Linked DNA regions of Rattus norvegicus: region 2 is linked to region 1. Evidence: chromatin contacts called from public Hi-C data. All regions are on one chromosome and are shown on one strand. The core of a region is the stretch at or near the end of the contact, and the rest is flanking DNA. Distances in the headings are between cores, read along the strand shown. Region 1 overlaps LOC120096206 (a long non-coding RNA gene). Region 2 has its middle 29 kb from the start of Tbx19.

What was found. A called contact is a pair of places that touch in the nucleus more often than the background predicts.
Region 2: a Hi-C map of frontal cortex shows a contact between it and region 1, with 2.0 times the contacts expected there. The contact joins two enhancer-like sites.

Annotation. Positions count from the first base shown.
Region 1 is chr13:79,459,413-79,463,567 of GRCr8, forward strand. LOC120096206 (a long non-coding RNA gene) reads right to left here. Exons shown (of 4, transcript XR_005492368.2): 4 at 3,270-3,678. Among named protein-coding and RNA genes, the nearest start is that of Atp1b1, 120 kb to the left of the region's middle. Within about 2 kb of position 1,974, at least 34 of the 93 cell types and tissues checked have an H3K27ac peak or open chromatin away from gene starts, as enhancers often do.
Region 2 is chr13:79,975,449-79,979,603 of GRCr8, forward strand. No RefSeq gene overlaps it. Among named protein-coding and RNA genes, the nearest start is that of Tbx19, 29 kb to the right of the region's middle. Within about 2 kb of position 2,038, at least 16 of the 93 cell types and tissues checked have an H3K27ac peak or open chromatin away from gene starts, as enhancers often do.

The sequences.
Region 1 (4,155 bases), core at 724-3,223:
CATATATATATATATATATATATGATCTAATTAAATCTCCACATGTAAAATGCCATAGTTCATGTAAAGAACGAGAACGGTATCTACAAACTGCAGTGGGGTGTGCATCAAATCAAGCTGTTAAAGATTAAGAAAGCAAAATCAAAGGAACACATGTGGCGTCTTTCCTTTGGGAAAGAAAGAAGAGGATGCCTAAATATGCACATATTTTTCTTTATCAAAAGAAATACGAATAAACCAGAAAACATAAAATGATGGGGCTGGAAAGGAAAAAAAGTGAGTATGGGAAGGGGTGGTGTTTATCTAGGAATAACTTTATGTGCAGTTTTGTTATTTGAAGGAACTTGTATGGTGTACCTTAAAAAATATGTACAGTTGAAGCTGGGCAGTGGGGGCACATGCCTTTAATCCTAGTGCTTGGTAGGCAAAGGCAGACAGATCTCTGAGTTTGAGGCCAGTCTGGTCTACAAAGCAAGTTCCAGGAGAGCCAGGGCTATTATAGAGACTCTGTCTCAAAAAAAAAAAAAAAAAAAAACAACAACCAATCAACCATCAAGTAAGTAATAAAAACAAAATAACAAATAAAACCCCAAAACAAAATAAAACCAAAATTAAACCAAAACACCAGTGAAGCAAACAGGAGGGAAGGAGAAAAAGACCTTCATTGAGAGTAAGCCGAAGCAAGCAGACCTTCAGGACACTTCAGAGAATTTGTGTAACCACACAGAAGGAGGAAACCAGATAGTTATGAACATGGCCTTTACAATATATCCTAAGTCTTCAACAGTGGAGAGAAGCTAGGAGATTCTAAACTTCTGAGTAGAATTCCTTCTTCTACCTGGATGGACAAAGAAGTCTGAGTCTACTTTTGCTATTTTATAGGACTAAGAATATGAGCCACTGTATGCATCTTCTGAGAGCTAAAGTAACTCACTGTGGTCAAAGGACATGTATGGAAGGGGTAGGCAAGGAAAAATCTCAAAAGCTTAGATTGTATTAACAGCATCTATATGAATCATGATTTTGAGACGATATACATGTTTATGTAAATATGTGTCCATCTACACATTTACTCACTTATATTAATTATTATATGTATATTTCAACTATCATACAAGACCCCAATTTATCTTTTTTTTCCGGAGCTGAGGATTGAACCCAGGGCCTTGCACTTGCTAGACTGAGCTAAACTCCCAACCCTCCCAATTTATCTTTTAAAAAAATATGTATGTGTGGATGTTTTATCTATGTCTTTACCTGTGCACCGTGTGTGTGTGTGTGTGTGTGTGTGTGTGTGTGTGTGTGTGTGTGTGTGTGTAGTGCACACAGAGGCCAGAAGAGGGCTTTGGGTCTTGGGATTGGAGTTCCAGGTGGTTATGAGCTGCCATGCAAGTGGTAAGAATTGAACTTTGGTCCTTTGGTAGAGCAGACAGTGCTCTTAATTGCTGAGCTGTCTTTTCAGTACCACAGACCTCAATTCATCAATACAAATTTGTAATAAAAGGAACCAGGAACAAGAAATGGCAGTTCCAGCACAGAAACAAAAAGGACTTTGTAGTCGTTTGCTCTATTAGAAAGGAAGGAAGAAGGGGAGAGATATTGAATAAGTTCTTACCAAATCTGAAAAATAAAAAGAACATCAGTGGGCTTATATTGCCAACAAACAGATAGACAAACATTAAGTTGATGGAAAAGAGGGCTCTTGTGTCTGGTAAATGTTAGAACTGGGGACCTGTTATTTTCAGCCATCCTAGGTAAGAACGAGTTAGGTAAGAATCCACAGTGAGTGCTAATATAGTAGGACATTTGCAACACCCCAGCCTGGGGAGAGCATGTGAGCATCTTTGTAGCTCTGCCTCTGAAGTAGAGAAGAGGGAGTACTGTTGAGGATGGGGCCAAGCAGTGCTTTAAAAGCCCTGATTGTTCCAAGGGGCGGGGATGAGGGGGAAGGAGACAGCATGGGCAGAGGAAGAGAAAACGGAGAAAGGAGGAGGAACAGGAAAAGAAAGGAGGAAGAAGTCTTTAGTTCCGCTGGCATCTAAATTTGGTAGATGTTTAGACAGCCAATAATTTATTTCCAGGCTTGCAAAAACCACTTATTCTGCCCTGCTGTCGACATAAAATCTCATACACATTTTTACTGAAGTGGATGAGCTCACCAGGGTTGCATTTTAACCCACACTCCTTGGCAACACTGGTATCTCTGTGTGGGAGGCACACAGGGGTAGTAATTTAGTTGGAGGAGGGTGGTGAGCTCGCAGACGTGCATTGAGGCTGAGCTTGAATGGCAAGCTCCCATCTTGTTTCTTTGGTTCGTTCTTTTCTGGAACATTCACTGTATACTTATCTGTGACAGCTAAAAAGCTGAAAGTCTCCCCAAATTGCTGTCATTCGTCTACGGCTCAGCGGTCTCAGCTTTGAAGAGGCCACCGCAATGCCACTGCTGTGGGGGCACAGCATACCCCTGGGCGATATGGACAGCAACTGTGGACTCACGTGGACCACAGACTGGCAGCCACTGGTAGCTTTGTGGATGTTCACACTGCCCTCTTGGACCCACCCACGGTCCCAACTCCAATTCAGGTGACCCTGGTTCTTCAATGATCTATCCTGCTGTGGGAATACAGAAAGCCTCAGTTTGTGTGTGTGCACTTGTGGGGCTGCATGTACACGCTCAAGCAGGTGCGTACCCACTTGAGCAGGCACAGGCCAGAGGAGGCGGTCAGGTGCCCTCTTCTGTTGCTTTCTACTTTAGTGCCTAGTGGTATGGTCTCTCTCTGAACATGGACTTGTCATTTCGGGGCTAGGCTTGTGGCCATCACGCCCCAGACATCCTCTTGAGTCTCTGCCCCTCTCCCAACCAGCACTGGGGTCATCGTTTCACAAGCCCACACCTAGACCTCTGTGCATAGGTGCTGGAGATCTGAGTTCAAATCCTCACACCTGAGCAGCAAGGACTCTTAGCCACTGAGCCATGTCTCCAGCCCAGCTTACATAGTTTTAGAGGCATCTATGCACATGTAAGTGGAGAGGACAACGACTTGCCTCTGTTCTCTAACTGTGGTAGCATCTAACTTAGACCAGTTCTCTGGAACTTGCTAAGGATACAACATCTCCAGGGCCCTGGTGTACTCATTCAAAACTCTCTGAGCCTCGGACCCAGCAACAGGCCATTCGCCTTCATGCGAAAGTTTAAACAGCATTATTCTCAGGGGCTCAGCTTATCACAGTCTTCCTCATTCCATACTGTTAACGTCAAACAGAGTTGATAAGCATTACTGGATGTTTATTATTCAGAAAAATCTATTTCTGAATGCAGAAATAAAAACAAAATTAATTCCATTCCATAACAGGCACATAGCGGTGCTGGAGTTTCACATGCTTAAAAATGTTTCCCGAGACAAGGCCATGCTGGGCAGTCTGTTCTTGTTTCCACGTGATTGAATAAATGCATGAGAGCCGTCAGCAGTCTCGAGACACCTTGAAGGAATGATGGGAATGGATTGGTCGTGATAAGTTCATTTCCCTTTGATGCCCAGGTAAACGCCTCTAACAGTCACATGACCACCAGGAACCCAAGTTCCTTCTGTTTTGTTCTTCGTCCTCGAGATGAACCTTGAATTTTGTGGTTCAGGATGGTTGCTTCAGCTCTCACCATCACATCTGTATTTCACGCATCTGGAAGAAAGGAAAAGAAAGGTGAAGCCTATGTCAGCTAGTGAGTATTAGTCACACTGCTGTTGCTGTAACAAAATGCCCAAAATAAGTCAGAGAAAGGTTTTCTTTTGGTTTAAAGTTCCAGACAACTCATTATTCAGTAAAGGTGTAAGAGCAGGAGTCAGAAGCCTGCCTGGCTGTGGGGCAGACAGAAAAGAGAGTGGTCACATCCTAGAGCAGGACCCAGGACCTGCCAGTGGTTAAATAATGACGTAGAAACTTATTAATATTTATGAGTTTAGACCTTTAGTTTGGGCTACCTCCCAGCTAGCTCATCTAACTTAACCTTATTATCTTGGCCTACAACCCACCATATAGCTAGTTCTTTTTTTTCTTCAACATTTTGAAATATGATTTTAATTGAAATAGAAGTGTATTACCTCCCCCCCTCGCTTTTGTCCCTCCAGCCCTTTCCTGCTGACCTTTCCTTAATGCCTC
Region 2 (4,155 bases), core at 788-3,287, 520 kb after region 1:
TTTAGGTTAGTCTGGGGAAATACAAGATAAAGGAGATACTCCCCTGTTGTAGAGCTTCACCCAGTGAAGGAGAATGGTGGTTCAAAGGGTCAAATTGAGACTATTATAAAACCAATCAGGACCTTCAATATACTTTATCATTGATAAAAAGCCATGAAGTTGGGGAAAGTCAAAGCATCAACTGGAAGAGGGAAAAATACTTGGAAGGTTTTCTACCCATGTCTGAATTCTCGCTTGATTGCTTAAAGCCTGGGGTGACTTAGTTTCAGCTGTGAGCTTGAGATCTGGGGGAGAGTTGGTTCAAAAGTAAAGAACAAGAAAACCAAAATTGAGAAGTTAGCAGTAAAAGCAACCCTGGACTGGTATAAAAGATTAATTTGTTGTTGTTGTTGGTGGTGGTGGTGGTGGTGGTGGAGGTGGTGGTGGTGGTGGTGGTGGTGGTGGTGGTGGTGGTGGTGGTGGTGGTGGTGGTGGTGGTGGTGGTGGTGGTGATGGTGGTGATGGTGTTTTAACAAAGCGGCCACAGTAGTTGCCATAGGGTGTGGTTTTGTATTAACCATGACTCCGATGTACCTTACCTACTATCTATCCAGGGGTAGCACTCTGTTCCTCTTTCTCCATTAGATCCAGGTGAGCTCCAATCACTGTGGGCGTGATCCCGAGTAACTCCCAAGCCTGCAGATAAGAGGCAAGAAGCCTTTTCCTGTTTAGCTTCCAGCTCACTATTTAGACCCACGTTTTAGGACAGGTTAAGGATAGTAAAGTGTGTAAGATGGGGTTCCTCTTGACACCCATGAGAGCCACAGGCTCTCACAGCCACAGTGTGTCTCCTTTCTTCTGGGTCTTCAGTGACAGCATGAAAAGCTAAGACATCATGCGGTCATATTGCTTCCATCCCTTCAGGAAAGTTCTCTCCAAGCAAGAGTCCCTAAAGCCAACAAAGGAGTATTATCCAGAAGGGATGAAGAAGAATTTGCAGACCTAGAAAACTGAGAAACTTTCCAGAAAAAGAAAGCACTCTGGTCAGAGTAAAACTATAAAAAGATACTCCCAGCTAATGTGAAAATTAAAACAACTGAACAAAATGTTACAGGATTCAAAATTGGAAAAGATTAAGAGCCAAGTTGCACCCTGGACCCAAGGTTAGAAACATGTTACCACTGGAGCTGTGACCAGGTTCAATCAATTTAGAAAACATTGTAACAATAGCCACAGGGGTAAGGTGGCAAGTGGTGAAGATCGTTTCTAGTCTGAAGTCTCTGGTCTGTGGACACTCACAGGCATTCGCAGCAGACAGTAGGAGGACCTTCACAGCAGCCCTTTGTAACAGAAAACAAGTAGAGATCAACTCTTCAGGAAGGGTGAAGAGAAACACGCTGAGGTTTCCACAGAAGGGGAAAGTTACCCAAAGACGAATTCTAAAATAATTAAAATTGTGAGGAGCAAATACCCTGCCCCACTCCTAATAATTAGCAAAGGAGACTGGGCAGTGAGAGCGACCTTGCAAGGTCAGACGCCACCCATTCAGTCAGACACGTGAGTGCAGTGAGCACGGGAAGGGGACAACCGTTCACGTCGTTTACCACTTACAGGCATGTGGGTTTATCTTGACTCTTTATGACCTGTTTAGTTTAAAGCTTTTCAAGAGTATGACCCTGTCACATCTGTAGGACATGGGACAGGGTGAGCTGCTGATAATTTTTTTCACTATGATTAAGTCTGAGCTTACTAGATGAGGGCAGCTAGAGTCGGAGTCCTTAGCCGGACCGATGTTGTCTGTTCATTTGTATCTATTTGGACCTAGGATGACTTAAGCCATTTTTGTTTTGAAAATTGACTCTCAATTTTTTTTATTTTTACTTATTTATTTACTTACTTATTTATTTTTACAAAAACGATAGCTATATTGAGGTTTATAAACATGGAAGCCATTTTAAAGTGTCTGTTGAGGGAGCCGGAGAGATGGCTCAGTGCTTAACAGGTCCTCTCATAGAGGACCAGAATTGGGCTGCCAGCATCCGTATCCGGTATTTCACAATCACCTGAAACTCCAATTCCAGGGAATCTGATGCCCTCTTCTGGCCTCCACAGGCATCTCCCCACATCTACAACCCACACAAAGACAAACTTCACAGATATGCACCATTAAATTAATTTTTTTTTCAAGAGGGGGAAGAGGAGGAGACAACTGAGAATGACCTAAGATTTCTGTCATCCTCCCAAGATAATGAGTTCTTCTTTCAAAGCTTCACTGATACTGGACACACACACACACACACACACACACACACACACACACACACGCCTACCTTCTGGGCCAGAAGCAAAGGACTTCCTTGTCAGACTAGACAGCTCATACTCCATTTTCCCATCAGTTCTCTTGCCTTCAAATTCCCATAAGGGCGCTGCAGAGTGGTCCAGGTGAATGCTCCTTCTGCAGTGGGAATGCTACATCTGCAGTGGGACTACGTCACAGCCGAGGGGGTCTCTTAATCCCCCATGCATGTGCATGGGTGCACATGTGTGTAGTGTGAGTGTGTAAATGTAAGTCAATGGTTAGCATAATGCCCAGGACCCTGTTGGAGGCCAGGTCTTACCGGGTGAGTTCCAGTCCTGTGACTTGCGTGACTCAGCAAATCTAAATTTTGATCTGTTATGTGACATCTCGCCCTCTGTTGGACCATGCTCTAAGCCTGGGGTTTTACAGCTTGAAAAAGGAAACTCTTAAGGACACATGCAAGTGTACCTAGGGATCCGGGTGCAAACAAGGGCTTGGGGGTGCTTCCAATAAAACTGAGATAAACATACAAGGTTAACTGCAATGAAGAAACAGCGGCAGCGGCTGGGTCTTCAGGTTTCCTTCCATAAATAAATGTGTTGAGCAATAGCTCCACCTACAGATGGATTTGAGAACTGCAGCGGTAGGAATGTAAGGGGTCTGGAAGCTTTCTGCTCCTTTTCCTCTCCTCTCTCAACTTTCCTGTTTTGGTTTTCCAGACAGGGTTTCTCTGTGTAGCCCTGACTGTCCTAGAACTCGCTCTGTAAACCAGGCTGGCTTCGAACTCACAGAAGTCCTCCTGCCTCTGCCTCCATGTGCTGGAACTAAAGGTGGGTGCCACCACTACCAGGTGGACTCCTCTACTTCGTTTCATAAAAATATTCATCCTCCATTTGATAAAAGTCAGGATCTTAACCCCCTCCTGGTTACCCCTCAAGCATATGTCCCCGTGTAGTAATGTAAATGCCTAGCCCAGCACGAGCCCAAGCCATCCTGGGTTTCCACTAAAAAGTCCACAGGAGAGGGGAGCTGACCTTATCCTCTGCAGAGAAAGACACCTTGTTCATGACCACCCTGGAGGCAGGCTCACCAAACAGTGACCTCACATGGCAATGGCCTCCCAATCCAGAGTCTCATCGTGACAAGTGCGAAGTTTTTCTCCCACTTACACCCTTTAAATATAAAATCAGTTCATAGAGCGCCCTGAATGTTTCGTCTGCAGCATATTTTGTGTTAAGTGACAAGTGCGCTTTTAATAATCTACTCCAAGACCAATCATCCCTTTCCTAATTATAATTAATTTCGCAAGCTTCACTAAGCACTTTTTGAGATTACATTTGCATTAATAATCCAAATTATAATGAACTCAAACCCCATATTCTACTGTTCTGGGAAATTTAGTTTTTAACAGAACCTGCCCCAAAGGGATTCTGGGAAACTCCCAGTAATGTTTTCCTGCCATGTAAGTCCTTCCTGGAACCAGCCATCTGCCCCCAGGCCCCTGAAATCCGAAGTCCATGAGGCCCTGCTCTGATGGCCATCTCTCTGTCTCCCGCCTTCTTGCTACCTCTAACAAGTTTATTCCCAAGGGGCAGGCCCTTCGCTTTATTTAGAGCATCCCTAGAGACTCAAGTTGACATGGTGAGAGGCTAAGGGAGGTCCCTACAGAATCATGTGACCATCCCTGCTTGGGTCCCCTCCCAAAGCAGCAATGACACTGTGTTGTGTGCAAGGATGTGTAACTCTATCATCAGAGGCCTGAGTCTGGCTTCCTGGAAGTTATAAGGTGTCGGGAAGTCCATCTCAGCTTTCTGAGACTCCCTCCTCCTCCGTACATTGGAGGGTGAGCTGGCAGCCTCTGGGCCACAAAGGAACTT